2 separate regions of the Sparus aurata genome follow, and region 2 is linked to region 1. Evidence: chromatin contacts called from public Hi-C data. All regions are on one chromosome and are shown on one strand. Each heading gives the region's core, a stretch centred on a gene start, on an enhancer-like site or on the middle of the called end of the contact. The rest is flanking DNA. Distances are from core to core; before and after follow the strand shown. Region 1 holds the start of igf2b (insulin-like growth factor 2b). Region 2 holds the start of mrpl23 (mitochondrial ribosomal protein L23).

Region 1 (3,038 bases), core at 391-2,890:
CTGATAAAATCGTGTATGTGAGATCATTAGATATTTGACAGTGAAGCATCAGCGTGTGAGAAGCGTGTTACAGGTTTAGATGCTGCAGGTGGAGTTTGTTCAAACTACTGATCCGACGATGGGAGAGGAAATAATTAAAACCAGAGTTCTGATACACAAATCTGTCTCCAGTTTTTGGACGTTTTCTCTGATTCTCAAGTTTTTTTGGGGGAGAAACTGGATCGTTTATTAGAAATGAAACCATGAGGGAAGTTCAAAGGGGAAAGTTGTTGACAATGTGTCGATACAGAACCTCAAACCTGTGCAGCCAGCGGTCCAGGCCGGGAGTGTTTTGGTTAATAGCACGGGAGCTTTTGGACCGGGCCTGGGCTAGCTGGTTAGCATCGCTAACTTCAACATCAAAACTGTCATTTCTTCACATTCTGTTGTTCATTTCTGAGTATTTTCAACTAAAACTCAAACATACTGCAGCTTTAAGTGCAGCACATGACTCTATGTGCTTTCTATCACTGTGTTTAAAGATAATAATGTCCATTAATGGCACATACAAGCTCACCTCCACCTCTTTATACACACTGTTAGAAGACAACAAAGGAAGGTAGCTCTCCTTCACCTGAGAGGACAAACCTCGGGGAGCTCGTCCGGACAGAGCTCCTGGTGGTCAGCTTGTGGATCGGGTCCCTGGTCCCTCCAAAACCTGCAGAGCTGAGAGCCAAGAGACAAAACAAGCAGAGGTTCAGCACCCGGACCACTAGGTGTCAGTGTGAGTCTGAGGACACGGTCCACATCCTCACCTCCTGCACAACACTCACTTATATAAGGGCGCCCTCCTTCAGTCTCACACAGAAACGCAGCTTACTTTCACACTTTCACACAATTTTAATTTTAATTTTTTGTGTTTTCTGCTCCTTTGACAGGACACTCAGCACCATCCGCCCTGCAGGACTCATTGATCCGCTCTGTTATCAATATTAATGTTCAGCTTGTGAGAAAGCACAACGTCATCTCTTTTCTTCATCACTTCCTCCTGCCTCTTCATCACATGATGCAGCATTTCTTTGCATTGACACTTGATATTCCTGCTGCAGTCAGTCAGTCAGTGCTGCTGCTGCATCCTCCTCCTCCTCCTCCTGGATCAACCCCACTCCATGCTCCCCTTCAGGAGGGGCGAGCCTCTGACCCCTGTGACTAACACCTCCACCTGAGTCAAGAGCAGCCCCCCCCTCCTCCTCCTCCACCTCCACCTCCTCCTCCTCCAGCACCTCAGCCACACTCCTTCCACTCCTGAACGCTCGTCTTAATTACAGCAGGGCGGAGACATTGACATTTTTCTTGGAGTCTGAGGAATTACGTCTATTCTTGTTCTTGTCTGCGTCCCTGTGTGTAAACATTGTGATTGTAGGTTACAGTGCGTAAACGTGGAAAATGCCTATGGAATTGTTCCATATTTTGTGACTCTCACTCTCTCCCTCTCCTTTTTTTTCTCTCCTTTTTTTTTTTTGCCTTTTCTCCCTTTAAGCACTTTTCCATAAAACGTCTCTGGACCATTTTTTTTTTTTTTTTTTTTACCAGCCGTGAAGAGGAGGAGCGAGGGGGTGGGGTGTGGAAGTAAGGGGCGTGTTTTGGTATATAATACCTCTCCCTGAGAAGTTTTGTTCTGTCGCCTGGTCTTTGGGACAGCCTCTCACACATCATCTCAGCCGCACCAACTGGGAAACTAACTCACCTGCAATCTCTCCAAAACCAAATAACCACCCCCCCCTCCCAACCAACCCCTCCCGACGTTTTTGACTACTGCCATCTGACATGGAGACCCAGCAAAGACACGGACGCCACTCACTTTGCCACACCTGCCGGAGGACGGAGAGCAGCAGAATGAAGGTAACCAGAGGGAACAAATAGTTTCATGCGCTCCGGGTTTTTTTTTGTGCCGTGCGGGTCTTGACAGACGTCTGGCGGGGGTTGTAACCATGTTTTTCCTCTCGTGTTGTGCGAGTGAGACACACACAGCTCAGCTCCGGGCTGAGCAGATGCACTGATCGCATCATTTTTTTTTTTTTTTTTCTCTCTTTTCCTTTTTGGACATCTCTTTTAATTCGCATGCAGCAGAGAAAGTTGAAGATGCAGACGTGACATGGAGAGCTGCGGGGAGCTGTGAAGCATTCGTGCAACAGGTTACCTGATAGGGAAGGAGGAGAGCAGAGTTTCAGGGGTGTTTTATTATCGTGTGTGTTTTTTTTTATTTTTATTTCGTTTCTTTTTTTTTGTTGGGATTCTTGATGGTGAGCCGTTCTCTGGACTCCGGGAGCAGCAAACAGCTGGTCTTTTCTGTCGGCAGATAGGGGGCGGTAGGTCTGAGGGTCAGTGAGCTCATCCCAGGGTGAGCAAGGGGAAAATAAATGCTGAGTCTGGCCTTTCGGATAGTTAACTATCGAGCAGCCGGTCTCGCAACTTTCTGGAGAGTTGTGTAAGAGCGCGTAAGGCAGAGATACCGTCTCGGTTTTTCCTCCAGAATAAGCACTTCTCCCAGGTGCGACACAGTGACAGCGGCTGATAACGGTGACGGGGGGGAGGGAGGAAGGGAGACAGGGAGGCAGGGAGGGGGGGAAGGTGGACATATGCCATCATTTGTTTTACGCAGTTAGTAGGTCAATACATCAATACGTAGAAACAGCACCTAACAGTGGAAGTCGTACATCTTGTACAATGCGTAAAGTCTGGATCCAACATCTGGCTGTCATCTGGGATTTATTACTCACAAGATTTTTTTCTTCTTCTATTTTTTCACGTTTTTTTTTTTTATTCAATGTCATCATCACTTCTGTAATGTGTGCATTTGTTGACCAGATGCTGTGTGTGTGCATGTGTGTGTGTGTGTGTGTCTGCAGGTCAAGAAGATGTCCTCGTCCAGTCGCGCGCTGCTCTTTGCGCTGGCCCTGACGCTCTACGTGGTGGAGGTGGCCTCGGCGGAGACGCTGTGTGGGGGAGAGCTGGTGGATGCGCTGCAGTTTGTCTGCGAAGACAGAGGCTTCTATTTC
Region 2 (2,978 bases), core at 254-2,753, 140 kb after region 1:
ACAAACAAGAAAATGTATTATTAGGCATCGGTGGAGCTTGATGACGAGCTCATCATTTGAATAAGGTGTGTTAAAGCTGGGAAAAATCTTATGCATGCAGGTGAGGGGGGCCCCCAGAAAAACACTGATCAAAGGGGATGGATGTGTGAACAAACACAAGAAAAGCCTTACTCCATTGGGATGCGAAACTGGGCAGTGTCAGGAGGCTGCTCTTTCCCCGGTCTCACCAGCGTCAGGAACCAGTTGGGTCTGAAGATCCTCAGCTGAGGGTTACCCAGCTGGTAGAGAGGGTATCTGAGAGGAGAGGTGAACAGCTGTCATAAACAGTGTTTCATACAATCACACTGAAACTTCGGAAGATGTTAAAGCTGCACAAGTGATCAGGCAGAATTGTACAGTGCATTTTTTTGTTTTAGATGCTAAAGTCGTCAGTTGACAGAGTTGATAAAGACGGAGCTGTTTCAAAGAGAGCTTTGTAATAAAAAACACAGGAATTTAAACCACATATAAGGGAGGCCATCAGTCCTACTATTATTCACCAGCTTGACAAAAATGTGTCTGTGTGCTTTCAGTGCCGAACAAGGAAGAGAGTTTATCAGAACTTTTTAATTTTCATCACATGACCTGGTTCAACGGTTTATTTGTTTATAACTTCTCTGATTTGCTTTTGTATGTTTTTTGCCCTGTGATGATGCAGTGTTCCCAGATATGAGCAAAGTTACATAAACCTGGAATTATCCTATAAACTCGTTTTGAGCCTGTCAAGCATCATCACATCACTGACAAATATGTGTTAATGATGACATGACACGGGGGATAAAACATTATTTATGATTGTAGCATCATGGGCTAGTCTAAAGTAGCAAACTTTATCTTGGAGCTGGTTTGAATTCCTTAAACAATGAATATGTGCTGATGCAGTTTATATTTACAGACACAGGTGAGTTACTTCACTATCTACCGATCATTAACAGCTCCACTACAACCTGTCATAGCAACGTACATAGTTACTGCACCACGACACTAGCTGCATGTTGACGGCAGTTTGTTTGTAGCATAGCTAGCCACCGCTGGCTATGTTCGTGTCGTGTAACACCATCTAAGAGTGAGTTATAGAGTTAAACAAATACAATGCGCACCGACAGAAGTGTATAATAAGTGAAAACAACGTTTACCAAAGGCTACATTCAGGCATGCAGGGTAACTAAGAGGCGGATACATGCTAACGTTAGCTGTGTTTGCTAGCTTACAGAATCACCAGAAAAGCGGAATAACAACGACACAGTCTCTAGTTGAGGCGTCGTTTGGGGGTAATTACACCAAGAAATGGAAAGAAAAGGCTCGATACTCACAGAAGTCTTGTTACAGGCATCGCTGGAGCGGTTTGTTGTGAACCATAAGCTACCAGCTAGCTGTTTTGTAGTCTTTTCAAGGTTGTCAAACGCTGTGCTGCACGTGCGTAGATGTACTTCCGGTAGCACTCGCACGGCGCAGGCGCACTGGAGTTTGCTCCATGCCCTTGAAGAACAGTTCACAGCCCAGAGGCATGGATTTATATAAATGGACTCCATGTCCACTGTAGGTATTTATATAGTTATATGTTTTATCCATTAAATCTCAGTGATAAGGCAGCAATGGAGTATTTACAATCTGAATAACTACCAAGTCATATCCTGTTATAAAGGCAGGGTGCAATAAATCAGAGGACAGTGGCTAAAGATTTAGAACAGCAGCACAGTAGTTTCTCAATATTCTGATAATATCTAACTATTGGGTTATATTTAAAGGCATGCCACCAATTGGTCTTTGTTAATTACAAGATTCAAGTTAAACCTTCTTACCAGTACACAAATTAACCAGTTAGTGGTAGTAAGAGTACAGTAAACAGGACTGATAATAATGCGGTGCTGTTATATCAACCCGCTGCCATTAAAGTAAATCTGCAGAGTGTTTCTCACACCCATTAATTCTCTCTCCTTTTCGGAAGAATTGGTCCAAGTAGCACTCTGAGGCAAGTGTTTGATGGACCGTAGATCACATCTCGTTTTGTTTGCACACTTTTATTAGTAATCCTGAATTATGATTTAATCTTGCCATTAAAAAAAAGTGTTTTATACACATACACATACAGAATATGGACATCTTTGCCTTCACTTCATGAGTAAAAACAATTCAGACATTGACACATTGTTTATATTTATTATAGCTGGATTGATGAAGTGATAGATACTCAGTCAATAGATAGACATTTAGTGCCTTGTCATCCAGAATTTTTTTATTCTTAAAGACATTATATCTCTTACTCCAGGGTGCAATATTGGGACCAACTGCTTTGATTTCCTCGTTCGACAACAACTGAGTTCCCTCTCTTAAAAGTGGCTGTCTGTTTTGGGAACGCCGGGCACATGTGACGAGACAGCAGCAGAGGGAGACCTCGTACCATGTCTCCTGCAGACCCTGTGCCCCGGAGTCTGACCTGACCTCACACCCACTACGGTGTGCCTGCAGCAGGGGTAAGAATGATTGAAGGCCCCCTGAGTGGAACATGAGTCCCTGGCTCAGCTGGTTCAGACCTGGCAGGAAATGGACCACACTGACAGCCAGGGAGGGAAGTTTCCATCAGTTAAGATGCCATGGAGTGTGTGTGTGTGTGTGTGTGTGTGTGCAGATGGCAGTTAGGCATTTGATTATTATGCAGTTGTTGTAATGTTTACCAGTTGCTGCAGGTATTCAAAACGCTGTCAGAGTGTCTTTCCGTCCCTACAGTTGTTCAGCTGAGTTTTTATCCACATTCTTAGCCAATCAGATATTCTCTACCATCCGTTCATTGGTTGTTTACTTGTTTGTCTCTTGGAACGGGTTCATCTGACAGCTGATATGAGAGTGTACTGGAGATTCATAGAGGTGGTGAGGTAAAGGCTGAAAAGTTTCTTTCAAAGCATATACTGTACCGTGCTTTGCCAACTGCATATTAAAAC

The links. A called contact is a pair of places that touch in the nucleus more often than the background predicts.
Region 2: a Hi-C map of skeletal muscle shows a contact between it and region 1, with 15 times the contacts expected there. The contact joins the promoter of mrpl23 here to the promoter of igf2b in region 1. A contact is called at or near these places in 2 of 2 Hi-C or Micro-C datasets (skeletal muscle and an unstated tissue).

The regions. Positions count from the first base shown.
Region 1 is chr8:4,874,614-4,877,651 of fSpaAur1.1, forward strand. It overlaps igf2b (insulin-like growth factor 2b), which reads left to right and starts at 1,641. Exons shown (of 4, transcript XM_030425968.1): 1 at 1,641-1,881; 2 at 2,889-3,038. The coding sequence starts at 1,807.
Region 2 is chr8:5,011,520-5,014,497 of fSpaAur1.1, forward strand. It overlaps mrpl23 (mitochondrial ribosomal protein L23), which reads right to left and starts at 1,504. Exons shown (of 5, transcript XM_030426925.1): 1 at 1,353-1,504; 2 at 172-294. The coding sequence starts at 1,372.